Linked DNA regions of Sus scrofa: all the other regions are linked to region 2. The links are chromatin contacts, called in public Hi-C and promoter capture Hi-C maps. All regions are on one chromosome and are shown on one strand. The core of a region is the stretch at or near the end of the contact, and the rest is flanking DNA. Distances in the headings are between cores, read along the strand shown. Region 1 overlaps LOC110261078. Region 2 overlaps AGRN (agrin). Region 3 holds the start of RNF223 (RING finger protein 223).

Region 1 (3,624 bases), core at 934-3,433, 110 kb before region 2:
CCACTGTGCTGGCAGGTGAGCTCGGCCGGGGCTGGTACAGGAGGGCGGGCCCTGCCATTACTATTGCTGCACAGAGAAGGGACCTTCTTTCACCTACATGGTGTTCTTTTGTTTTTTCTGGTTTGTTTTGTATGCTTTGTTTTTTAGGGCCACACCTGAGGTACATGGAGGTTCCCAGGCTAGGGGTTGAATCAGAGCTTCAGCGGCCAGCCTACGCCACAGCCACAGCAACGTGGGATCTGAGCTGCGTCTGCGACCTACACCACAGCTCACGGCAATGCTGGATCCTTAACCCGCTGAGTGAGGCTGGGGAACAAACCTGTGTCCTCATGGACACTGTGTTGGGTTCCTAATCCGCTGAGTCACAACGGGAACTCCCACCCACATTTTCATCTCTCTCTCCACTCCTGTGGCCTCAGCTCCTCCCACCTGCACGCTGGCCCAGGACCCACTGGCCTTCCCGAGCTCAGGGCGAGAGGGTTCAAGCCAGAAAGCTCAGTCCGCTCACAGCCAAGGTCCCTTCTTGGCCCCACGAGCTGTCCTGGAGGCCTAGTCCTCACACGAGGTCACATACGTGCCCACTGGCGGGGTTAGGTATAACCCACGCTGGAGACTTCTCTCTGGCCCTCCTGGACAAGTCCTGGCAGCCCCTTCCCTGCCTTCCTGCCCTGGACCACGTTCTCAGGCACCAGCACTCAGGCAGGGCCTGGCAGCATACCCACAGGCCATGCCAGGGTGGCGGCATGCTTCTGAAGCCTGATTCGGCCTTGACCTTGACCTCCTGCACCTGAAACCTGGAAGCACCTGTGTTGTCCCAAGGCCCCTCTCCCTGAGGGCTGCACCTGGTCATAATGTCCAGAAAACCCTGGGCCAGAAGTCTGAGACCCTGTGTCCATCATTCTCAGACAGGTTGAGGCCTCAGCAGCCACTAGTGCCAAACCCAGTGGTCAGCCCTTCGGACTGTCGGCAGCTGGTCACTCTGCTCTCAGAGCCTCTGTCCCACTTGGCCACCAAGACCAGGGCACCCTGGGTCTGCCCATATCTGAAAGCCAGCAGGTCAGGTTCTGGTGTGTGGGCAGAGAAGGGGCAGAGAGGACTCAGAGCCGTGGATTTCAAACATGTTTGAAATTAAAATGCAAGCAATAGAAAAAGGCCCCCTTGGTGGGAAAACCTTAGCCAGGTGGCGTGGTGAGGTGGGAAGGGCTGCGCCTGCGACCCGGTCTGAGCGTGAGGAAAACATCGGACAAGTCCCCGTGGCTGGGCAGAGCCCCGCCCGGCAGCCTGCAAGCCACCAAGATCACAAAGCAAGGGGCGTCTGGGACTGTCCCAGCTGGAGGAGCTCCAGCCCGCGACGCAGTGTCACATGGGGTCCTGGGGGGAAGAGGATGTGCGGGGAAACCGGAAATCCTAGTGAAACCAGTGAGGTCGTCGTGACAGATGCTTCGCCCTGATGCTAGTGACACGTTAGCAGTGGGAGAAGCCAGCTGTGGTGCCATCTTGGCAACAGCTCGGCACGTCTGAAACTACTGGAAATAAAACCCTTATTTAACTGTATTTTGAAGAGTCTGACCGTGACCTTGGCAGGTGTCCTGAGGTTGTCAGGGACAGAAGTGGCTTGCTGTGGTGGCGGTGTCAGGGCTGCTGAGGAACCGGACAGCGACGGGGCAGGATGGGGCCTCTGACTTTTGGCTGAGGCCTCAAGGGGCACTGTGTCCGCGGTCCCACTGGCTCCCGCCCCACCCCAGCCTGTGGGTGGGCTCCGTGGGGGCTTGGAGCTCGGAGGTCCCTGAGGCCTCCTGTCTGCTTTGGCCTGAACGTTTCTGGGCGCCGGGTCTGGCACTCAGCACAGGCGCAGTTACCTCCACAAGTCTGTTGGGGCCACTGCTGGGCGCCCTTGACTCTGCTGAGAGACGGGGGGCCCTGGAGGCAGATAGCCAAAGCCTGGCTTTAGCTGGGGGGGTGGGGGGAGTGTGCCCTGGGAGCAGGCCTTGGAGGGGGTGGATCTGGGGAGCCAGGAGGCCTTCAGCTTTTAGGTGTGGCCCAGGCATTGCCTGCAGACGGTGGATTCTGGTGGAGCAGACCGGCCAGGCCTCGCTCCAACATTAGGAGCTGGGAGGCTCCGGACCAGGGTGCCTCAGACCAAGCCAAGAGCCCTTCCAAGGCTCTGCCGGGGGAGCTTCGTACACGCTCCCAGCCAGCGGACCTGGGCCCTGGGGTTCACAGGAGTCCATCCCAGGCCCTGCCGGAACCAGAGCTGCAGGGAGGGATCTGGCAGGGAAATCTCAGCAGGGAGGGAAATGACTCAGGCAAATTGCAGGGGCGGTGCTACCCCTGCGGGGGGCCTCCTCTCCCTTCCGACGGAGACGGACCTCAGGAGGCCCAGAGGGAACGCTGGAGACTGGGCCCTCCTGGGGGCAGCTGCCCCAGGGCTCCCGCAGCCCCATCGAGCACAGGCCTGAGGAGGCTGGGGGTGCCCAGCACCATTTGGGGCCCTGTTTTATTCTAAGTCTTTCCTTCATGACACTTTTTTCCCTTTTTATTGTGAAATTATTCCAAACTGACACAAGAGTTGCAAGTACAATACTGAATCCGTCGGCTTGGCAGCTGTAACAAATCACCACAGTCCGGGCAGCTTAGACCAGACGCTGCTTCCCGCAGAACTAGGGGCTGGGAGGCCCAAGGTCAAGGTGCCGGCAGACCCAGCGTCTGGCGAGGGCCCTTCCCGGCCTGCAGACGGCCACCTTCTCGCTGTCCTCACGGCCTTTCCTTGGTGTGCGAGCAGGGGTGGTGCGAGCCGGGGGGGGGGGGGTATCGCTCTGTCTTGCTCCTGCCCTCAGGGCACCGATGCCAGCACGGGCCCCACCTCACCCCGATCACCTCCCAAAAGGCTCCACCTCCAGACACCATCACACTGGGGTCATGGACTTGGGGGTATACAGCTCAGCCCAGGGCAAATACCATTTCCTTCCCCCAGGACAAGGAGAGTGAGCTGTTGGCTGGATACCTCTCACCCCTGTCCCCCCCAAAGTACTCCATGGCCACCGAATCCAGGAGTTCCCATCATCCAGCCCCATGTCCTGCTGCGTACGCCTCACCTGATAGGCACTGGTGTTCTTGGCCCCCACAGCTCCCTCCCTGTGTCTGCCAGGAGCCCTCCATCCCTCTGGTGGCGGCCACCCCCTGGACTCTTTGCCACCCCCACCCCGGGAGGGCTGGCTAAGCCTTTAAAGTGCATCCAGCCTGGGACACCATCTGCTCTGACCACTGCCAGGTCTCCTGGGTCAGCACCACGGCCCCCACAGGTCCCTACCTCTGCACTTGCTTGCTGCCAGCTCAGCTGAGGCAAGACACCCTGTCCCTGCTCCCCGGCAGGTGTCCCCACTCAAGCCCACCGTGGCCTGGCCCTTCACCCCCTCCTCCCAGCCTCCCCAGGTCCCTTGCACCTTCCCCGAGTGCCTCTGCTCAGGGTGACCTCTCAGTGAGGCCCAGGCACTTGCTACCTAGAGTCCGGCCTGCACTCCACCCAGCAGGACGCGCCTGGACCAGCGTCAGTTACGCACACACTCTGATGTGGGTCTCACCTCCGGGCTGGTGTCTCTGCCTTGCTCAGGGCTACCCAAGAGC
Region 2 (3,955 bases), core at 396-2,895:
TATAAGGGTGGCAGGAAGCACAGGTCACCAGCTGGGGTTTCAGCCAGAATGGTGTGCAGACTAGTACACCTGAGGTTGCAGGCACGTGTGCATACATGCCTACAAACCTGCACACGTGCAGGCCACACAGCTGCAAACAGCTGGCTGCCCATGGGACACAGAGCTCCCCCCTCCCACGTCTCCACCACAGGGGGAGGGGAGCTGGGAGGGGCGTCTTCCCTTCCCAGGTCCAGCTGTAAGCAGCCCCTGGCAGGGGGCCTTCCTCAGGAAGTTCTCAGGGTCTGCTCTGGGGGGAGAGGCCCCTTCAAGGGGAGCTTTCCTCCCAACTGGAAGCCTTACCAGGGGCCTAGGTCACTCCCTCCCCAGCTCTGAGCCACAGCCCGGGACTGGGACAGGTCCCTTGGAGCCCCAGTGTAGCCCATGGGGGCACAGCACCCTCCTCAGATGACCTGTGTCACTGTCATCAGGTAACTGCCACTAGGGCGCTGTCTCATTTCTGAGATTCCTTTTTCTCTCTGGTGAGAGGTGGGCACCTCCAGGGACCCTGGGGTGTCAAGTGCTACTGGGGCTACTTCAGTAATTGTGCCTGCAGCTGCCAGCCCAGCCAGCCCAACCTGCGCGGAGAAGCCCCAGTTCCCCATCCCAACGGCCGGGAGGAGCTCCTTGGGCTGGCACAGCAGGACAAGAAAGGGAGCCCATTTCCCACGGACCCCCAGACCTCTAGGCAAGGGAGAGCTCGTGGGGGAGGGAGGGCAACCGGGTCCCACAGGTGAAGGCAAAGGACCGGGGTGGCGCGGCAGGGGCAGGAGAGAGGCCAGTTTTGGCAGCTGTTTTCCACTCTCCTGTGGGGGTGGCAGAGGGAGCAGGCTTTGCTCTCAGGGGTTGAGGGGGTTAACCCTTCAGGGAGGAAGCAGGGCAGCCTGGACTGCAGCGGGGGGCTGGTGAGAATGACCACTGGCTAGATCCAGAACCCTGAGTCTGGGGCCACTCCCTCCTCTGCACTCCCCCCTCCTCAGCCTGTCACGGTTCGTGGGCAGGGGGCTGTAGCCTCAGACCCAGACCAGCCGTTTCCTCCGCTGCGCCTGGGTGCTGGGTGCTGGGTGCCAGCACACACAGAGACTGCTGCGAGGGACAGCAGAGATGGAGGAAAAGGGAGGAAAGTTTCCAGAGAGCCTTTTTTCCCATTTCCAACCTGCAGGGGAGGATGGAGGTGGGGCTGTTCTCCCGGTAGGACCAGAGAGATGGGGTGGGGTCTGGAAAAAGCCAAGAGCTGTTTCCACCAGCTCAGTTCTGCCCTAAAGGAGCACTGCCTGGCCGAGCGACAGGACCCAAAACCCTTTGGTTTCAGGAGCAAAGCCCACTCCCACGCGCCCCCATCCCTAGGGGACTGCGTGGTGACGGTTGCCTGCACGGGTGGGCCCGAGTCCACTCCCCGAAGCCTTCCTACAGGAGAGCCCCAGGTGGGGAGAAGAGGGCACAGCGGGGTGGGGGTGGGGGTGGGGTCCGGGCAGATGCCCTGCCCCCCGCTGCTGGAGGGAAGGAAGAAGGCGCTGACGCCAACCTCCAGCCTGGGCCTGCCCCCTCCAGGCCGACCTGCCTGGGGGAGGGGCCAGGGAGGGCCCTGGGCGGGTCTGAAGCGAGAACCTACAGCCTAGAGGAGGGAAACCCGGACAGGAAGAAGCCACCTCCCGCCTCAGCAGGGAGGAATGTGAATGGGGGGGGTACGGCGGGCTCAGCGGAACTGGGGGTGCAGAAGCTAAGTGCCAGACAGCAGAGGGAGCCAATCCCAGTCCCGAGGGAGCCGCCCGGAAACCTCCCCCTGGACTTCCACCTGCCCCTGCTCGGCTCTGGGGAGGGTCAGTCCCTGTGGGGGTGGGGGCGTACCGGCCGTCCACACCTGCTTGCACCAAGGCCAAGGCCGGTGGCGGGGGACCCGGGGCCTCTCCAGCGTGAGCTATAGGACTGCCCTCCAGAAGGCCCTAGACGACTGGCCTGGCAGGAGGAAGGGTGGGGGCCGGCCAGGCTAGGCCAAGTGTGGGCACCAGGACCCCTATTTCAGGGCTGGGCCGGGCTGCGCTGGACCAGCGCCAGCCTCACTCTGACCCTGTCCCTGTGCCAGGCCCAGAGAGGGCAGACAACACTTCCTTTCTCTGCTCCTGGCTCCTGGTGGGGGGAAGGGCCCCAGGCCTGCACCCCTCTCTCCAAGGGGCTTCAGGGGAGGCCCCAGGACCAGTCCTCATGAGGTGGGGGAGGGGAGGGCCGTGCCCAGACCAGGGCATAGTAACCGTAAGGCTGGAGGAGATGCCCGCTCAGCTGCCAGCCTGGGCAGGCTCGTGGTGTGTGGGCGGCTGGCACTGGAGGAGCCCAGGCTGCTTCCCTGACAAAGCAGGGGCGAGGGTCTCCTCTGGCAAGAGGCTGCTTCAGAGACCGTCTCCCTCGCCCACAGGTGGCGCAGAGGGAGGGACACATACCTGTCTCAGTTATGCTCGGAATGTGGCTCCTCGGGCGGGAGGACAGGGAGGAGGAGCTCCCAGGGGCCTGCAGGCCCTGGGGGAGACACTGAAGAAAGCCATCTGCATAGAGCAGGTGACCAGGTGTGCCACCCAGCAGCAGGTGCCCCTTCAGGAGAGCCCAGGTGGGGATGAAGTGGAGGCATCCAGGGAGGTGGACCTGGGAGGATGTGCCCCCTGACCTTGGCTGCTGTGGGCCTTTTGGGGGTTGGGGGAGGTGTCATAGAGGCAGGGGTCTTGGGGTGGTCTTGGGGCAACCTGCACAGATTGGTGGCTGTCCAGCCTTCCCTCTGGGCCCTGTGGGGCGGGGGCAGCTCTGAGGCCCCAAGGAGCAGAATGGGATCAGAGTCAGACAGGGAGAAGTCATCGTAGCTCAAGCCCTGCCCATCTGTCCCCCTTGCCAGGGTGAGGCCTTGGCTCCCTGGAGAGTCTGGGGTGGGATCCAAGGTCCTTATCTCCTACAGAAAAGGAGGCGGTCCTCCTCCCACCCCCACCCTGCTGAGGGAGGTGGGGATAGGGCTGTTCCCTTCCCCAAGCCTGGCCCTAGCTAGAGGGGACCTTGTTCCTCAGGCCTCGGAGAGCCTCAAGGGGGAGGCGCCCCCATCTAACCCAGGGCCCTGGGAGGCATCCACCCTGTCCCCAGAGCCCAGCCCTCCCAGCCCCCTGACCCCCAGCTGGGCCGTGGTTTGCTTCCAAAGAAGAGATGCATGTGTCCGGGCTCCGAACTTCCAGGGCTCTCCAGCAGCTTCCAGTGGACCCAAGCTGCTCATTCTGGGCCCCTCTGCTCCCTGGGGGCTTCCCCTCCACCCTGGCCCTACTGCAAGGCCCCAAGCCACAGTCAAGGCTACTTCTTTTCCTTCCTCTTCATGAACCCCCTTCCCCAAGACCCTCCACCTGGCAGGCCCACCCAGAAGAGTCTGGTGGCTTCAGCCTCTCCTGGGTGCTCACCCCATTGCTACAAACTGTGGGTCCCAGCCCAGCTGGAGCTAGGGTCCTAGACTGGTCACTACCCTGGGCAGCCCCTAAACACTAGGTGGCATCTCCCTCAGTCCTGGGTGGGGGCTCTCCCTGTGGGTCCTCCTCTCTGGCTGGCCCTCTGCCTGATCCAACATCCAGAGCCAGGGCCTGGCGTGGGCCGAGCAGGGTCTGGCAAGATGGCAAACCTTGTTCTGTCTGGGGCTGCCCTCCCGCCACATGCCCTCTGACCCCTCAAAAGGTCTCAGTTACTGACTCACGGACCCTCCGGCTGGACCCGCCCAGCTGTAGAGTAGATGACTTGCCTTCTCGATCTTGCAGAAACAGGGGATGTCTTGCGTCCTAACACCTCTTTTCCAGCCTCTCCTTAGCCTTCAACTCATCCCCCAACTGGGCATCACTGCCCCACGACCTGCCCCATCTCTGGGGCATCCTCCCACCTCTTCCTAGACCGCAAGCTTCTGGACCAG
Region 3 (3,610 bases), core at 916-3,415, 73 kb before region 2:
CGTATCATCTCATCTGCAGGCTTCTTGAGCAGCATTTTCAGGGAGCCCAGGTCTGACGCTACTGAGACGCACTGGCGGAAAGGTCACCCTCTGATATCAGAGGATGCATTATGAATGGATGCCCTGACCTTAGAGAAACTTGGGGCTGAAGCAGGAAGGCTCAGCAATAAATACCAAGTTCCCACTGGTCTTCAGAAAACCACCAAGAAGGTGGAAAGGTGCAGAGCCGTACAAAGCAATTCTGTGACACGGCGCAGGTGGGCGCAGAGCCCAGAGGAGCTGCTTCAATGAGGCAGGACTACTGCCCGAGGATGGCTCACACTGGGCCAGCTTCCTCCCGACCACGTGGGCCCACTGTCCTCTGGGAGGGAAGACCCAGAGCGACTCATCCTCCTGCCCCATGCTCTTACTTGGAGAGTAGCTCGCCCGGTGAGTCTGATACTCCATTTCCGTTGAAGGGTGTTCAAACTTGGGATGAATGTCCTGAGGCAGCGTCCAGAAGGGGAGGAGAACCTGCAGGATTCAGCCAGATGACCAACTGCACAGAAGCCAGCCAGGAAGGGAGCTGTGGTCGTCAGGGAGCCCAGGGACTGGGAGCGGCCTGGAGCCACCTGTCCAATAGCACTCGTGCCCTGCACCCCTGCACACCCTAACCCTATCTGCACCCGACTCAAACAACGCTCCCAGGGTCCTGCCCTCTCCTCGGCACACTTGCGATCCCATTTCCTGAGAAGTTAGGAGTGCTGCAGGACACACACTGCTCTTCTTGTCTGGGGCGGCTCAGAGGCAGAGCCTGAGACCACACAGAAATTCCCGTGTGTCACAGTTCCCATAGTGGCTCAGTGGTTAATGAATCTGACTAGCATCCATGAGGACGCAGGTTCGATCCCTGGCCTCGCTCAGTGCGTTAAGGATCCGGTGTTGCCATGAGCTGTGGTGTAGGTCACAGACGTGGCTTGAATCCTGCGTTGCTGTGGCTGTGATGTAGACTGGCAGCGGCAGCTCCGATTTGACTCCTAGCCTGGGAACCTCCATATGTGACCCTAAAAAAAAAAAAGCGAAAAAAAAAAAAAAAGAAAAAGAAAAAAGAAAGAAATTCCCCTGTGTCATCCTGTTGGGACAAACCAGTCCAGGATGCCAGACAGTCCTGTCACCTAGACCCCACACCCACAGTCTTTAGGACTGACTGTGGGGGACAGTCACAGTCCCTGGGAGGCACAAGGTCACGGGGTGGAGCTTTCGTGGACAGAGCAACCAGTCCGACCAGTTCAGAGAAACCCGAGATCACACTTCTTTCCCGTCCATCCTTATTCATGTTGAATAAGGATGCTGGGGAGAGATCTGAGAGCCAGTGTTACAGGCGCCCATGCTGACAGCAGTTTGCTGTGTGGGTGCCCTTCCCGGTCCAGGCCTCTCACTCAGACTCACTCGCCCAGGCACTGCTCTCCCAGTAGCCGCCCTTGCGGAAGATCCGCCCCCTGTCCCCGCACCCAAAGATACACAAAGCACAAGGGCGGTGGTGGTTTTACTCTCTTTTCTCCCTAGGCAAAGCCTCTCCCGGGACCAGCTCCGCACGTCCGTCCCTCGGTGCAGACCGGGCCCCGGGTATCCCACTACCCCGCCCCTCTCCGTGAGAAGGGCTTTGCCCGCCCGGAAAGCGGCATGAGTCACGAAGGTGGCAGAACTGGGCGCAGGGGGGCGCTCGGCAGCCCCGGAACAGAGTACTTCCTGGGGAACCCCTCCCCCAGAGAGGACGCAAACATCGCAGAGGCCTTTTCCCCGCCAGCCGTCCTCCGCGCCCGGGCGCGGGACTGGCATCAGGGCGGAAGCGGTCGCCAGGTACTGCGGCGCCTCTCCCCAGGATGCGCCACTGGAACCCTGTGCTGTCTCCGGAACCGCTACTCCGCCGGAAACCGACGGGCAGTCCAGCCGAGCGTTGACGGAGGAGACCCGGGCGACTTTTCGGAAACCGGAACGCAGACGCCTCGGACTGCAGGGCTCTTTGGTCTCCTGGCAACGCCGGACGGCGGCGTAGTCCTTCCCTTACTTCTGCTGCCATGTTTAGGGCCCTAGACTACATTTCCCAGGTCGCTTCGCGCGAACCTTCAGATCTCGCGAGAACTCTGGCCTGGAACCCTCCGGGGGAGGAGACTCGCGCGGACCGCCGGGAGTTGTAGTTCCGGTTTGGGAGCTGTGCTCCCTGGCACCCGGGCTGAGAGACTTCAAGTCCCAAGGGGGCACAGCGCGACCGCCTGGAGGGCGGGGGGTATGAAAGAGGAACCCGGAGGGCGCAGGGGTGAGTGAGGGGCCGGGAGTGGGCGGGCGGGGGCTGGCTAGGGGTTGGCTGGGGGCGGGGACTGCGGCGGCCCTGGCTGTGCGGAGTCCCGCCGGGGCAGTCAGGGCGGCGGGGTTTGGCCGCCCTTTCTCTCTGTGCCCCTCGCCCCGCCACCGGCTCAGGGCGCCCCGGACGCGCGGGAGGAACCGCGAGTCCCAGGAGGTTTCCCATTTCAGCTCGCTGATCGCCACTGGAGTGTCAGGCCTCGTCCAACAGGGGTTCGTGTGCGTAGTCACCAGAACGATTTAATTGACGTTCTAGTTTAAGTTCATTAAGATCGGGGGGTTTGGACGCGCTTCTCACAGCGCTCCTGCAAACGCAGCTCCCTGGTGGCGGGGCGCTCAGGTGGCCCGGCTTTGTCCTGTGTTCTCAGGGTCACCGCGGTGCTGGAGGTAGCGCTGGGCCTCGTCCTCTGCGCCTCAGCCCGCGCCCCCGTAGCAGCCTTGTTCAGCCATAATCTGAATGCAGAAGCTCCTAGAAGGAAATAAAATCTGAATTTTACGGAAAGTTTCTTCTGGCACACGCGCACTCCACCCCGCCCCGGTGTGCGTCTCCCAAAGACAGAGCAAACGTGCCTTGGAGGGTGGTCACCCCAGGACCCTCCCTGCACCGCCCTGTTCTGCAAGGTAAGCGTAATTCACTTGAAGAATGATCTCTAGTCACCACAGTACTGAGAATTCCGCATCCCCACGGCCAGGAACCCCCTGGGGAGTTCCGGGGGTCCTCCCATCAGTACCTTCTCAGGGCTGCGGAGTCCACGGAGCACCTACACGTACACAGACTTTGCATCCAGTCAGATTGTGTACACCATCGGTTCTCCATCAGCACGATGGGACTTTCGGGTTGAGAAACATGTTAATGAACAGGGCCACACACAGTTCTCCTTTTGTCCTGAGAGCCACATTGCTCCCTTTGCTTGCTGAGAAAGTGACTGGCAGGAACCTGCCCTGAGGGGCTGGAGATCCAGCAGGTCCTCCCGTGCTGTGCTGGGCAGTGGGAGAAACAAGATCAGCACATGGGATTTTTTTTTTTTTTGGTCTGTTCATCTTTTAGAGCTGCACCCCCTGGGCGTATGGAGGTTCCTAGGCTAGGGGTCTAATTGGAGCTGTAGCCGCCAGCCTATGTCACAGCCACAGCAACACCAGATCCGACCCATGTCTGCGAGCTACACCACAGCACACGGCAATGCCAGATCCTTAACCCACTGAGCGAGGCCAGGGATCGAACCTGCGACCGCATGGTTCCTAGCTGGATTCGTTTCCGCTGCGCCACAAT

What was found. Promoter capture Hi-C pulls out the DNA fragments that hold promoters and counts their contacts. Hi-C and Micro-C count contacts between places; a contact is called where the count stands out from the background.
Region 1: a Hi-C map of epiblast stem cells shows a contact between it and region 2, with 1.7 times the contacts expected there. The contact joins two enhancer-like sites. A contact is called at or near these places in 1 of 5 promoter capture datasets (liver) and 2 of 47 Hi-C or Micro-C datasets (embryonic fibroblasts and epiblast stem cells).
Region 3: a contact with region 2 is called in a promoter capture Hi-C map of liver, with 4 times the contacts expected there. The contact joins the promoter of RNF223 here to the enhancer-like site in region 2. A contact is called at or near these places in 1 of 5 promoter capture datasets (liver), 8 of 47 Hi-C or Micro-C datasets (fetal heart ventricle, heart right ventricle, liver and 1 more) and 2 of 2 datasets of contacts at active chromatin or transcription factors (alveolar macrophages and skeletal muscle).

Annotation. Positions count from the first base shown.
Region 1 is chr6:63,478,625-63,482,248 of Sscrofa11.1, reverse strand. It overlaps LOC110261078, which reads right to left. Exons shown (of 2, transcript XM_021095191.1): 2 at 359-3,624. Among named protein-coding and RNA genes, the nearest start is that of MIR429, 11 kb to the left of the region's middle. Within about 2 kb of position 2,183, at least 31 of the 83 cell types and tissues checked have an H3K27ac peak or open chromatin away from gene starts, as enhancers often do. A contact at or near this core is called in embryonic fibroblasts, epiblast stem cells and liver, where this site is marked.
Region 2 is chr6:63,369,886-63,373,840 of Sscrofa11.1, reverse strand. All of the region lies in intron 2 of AGRN (agrin), which reads right to left. Among named protein-coding and RNA genes, the nearest start is that of AGRN, 5.8 kb to the right of the region's middle. Within about 2 kb of position 1,645, at least 46 of the 83 cell types and tissues checked have an H3K27ac peak or open chromatin away from gene starts, as enhancers often do. A contact at or near this core is called in alveolar macrophages, embryonic fibroblasts, epiblast stem cells and 1 more, where this site is marked.
Region 3 is chr6:63,443,312-63,446,921 of Sscrofa11.1, reverse strand. RNF223 (RING finger protein 223) reads left to right here and starts at 2,165. Exons shown (of 9, transcript XM_021095183.1): 1 at 2,165-2,296. LOC106509643 (a long non-coding RNA gene) reads right to left here and starts at 2,057. Exons shown (of 3, transcript XR_002344844.1): 1 at 1,919-2,057; 2 at 1-513.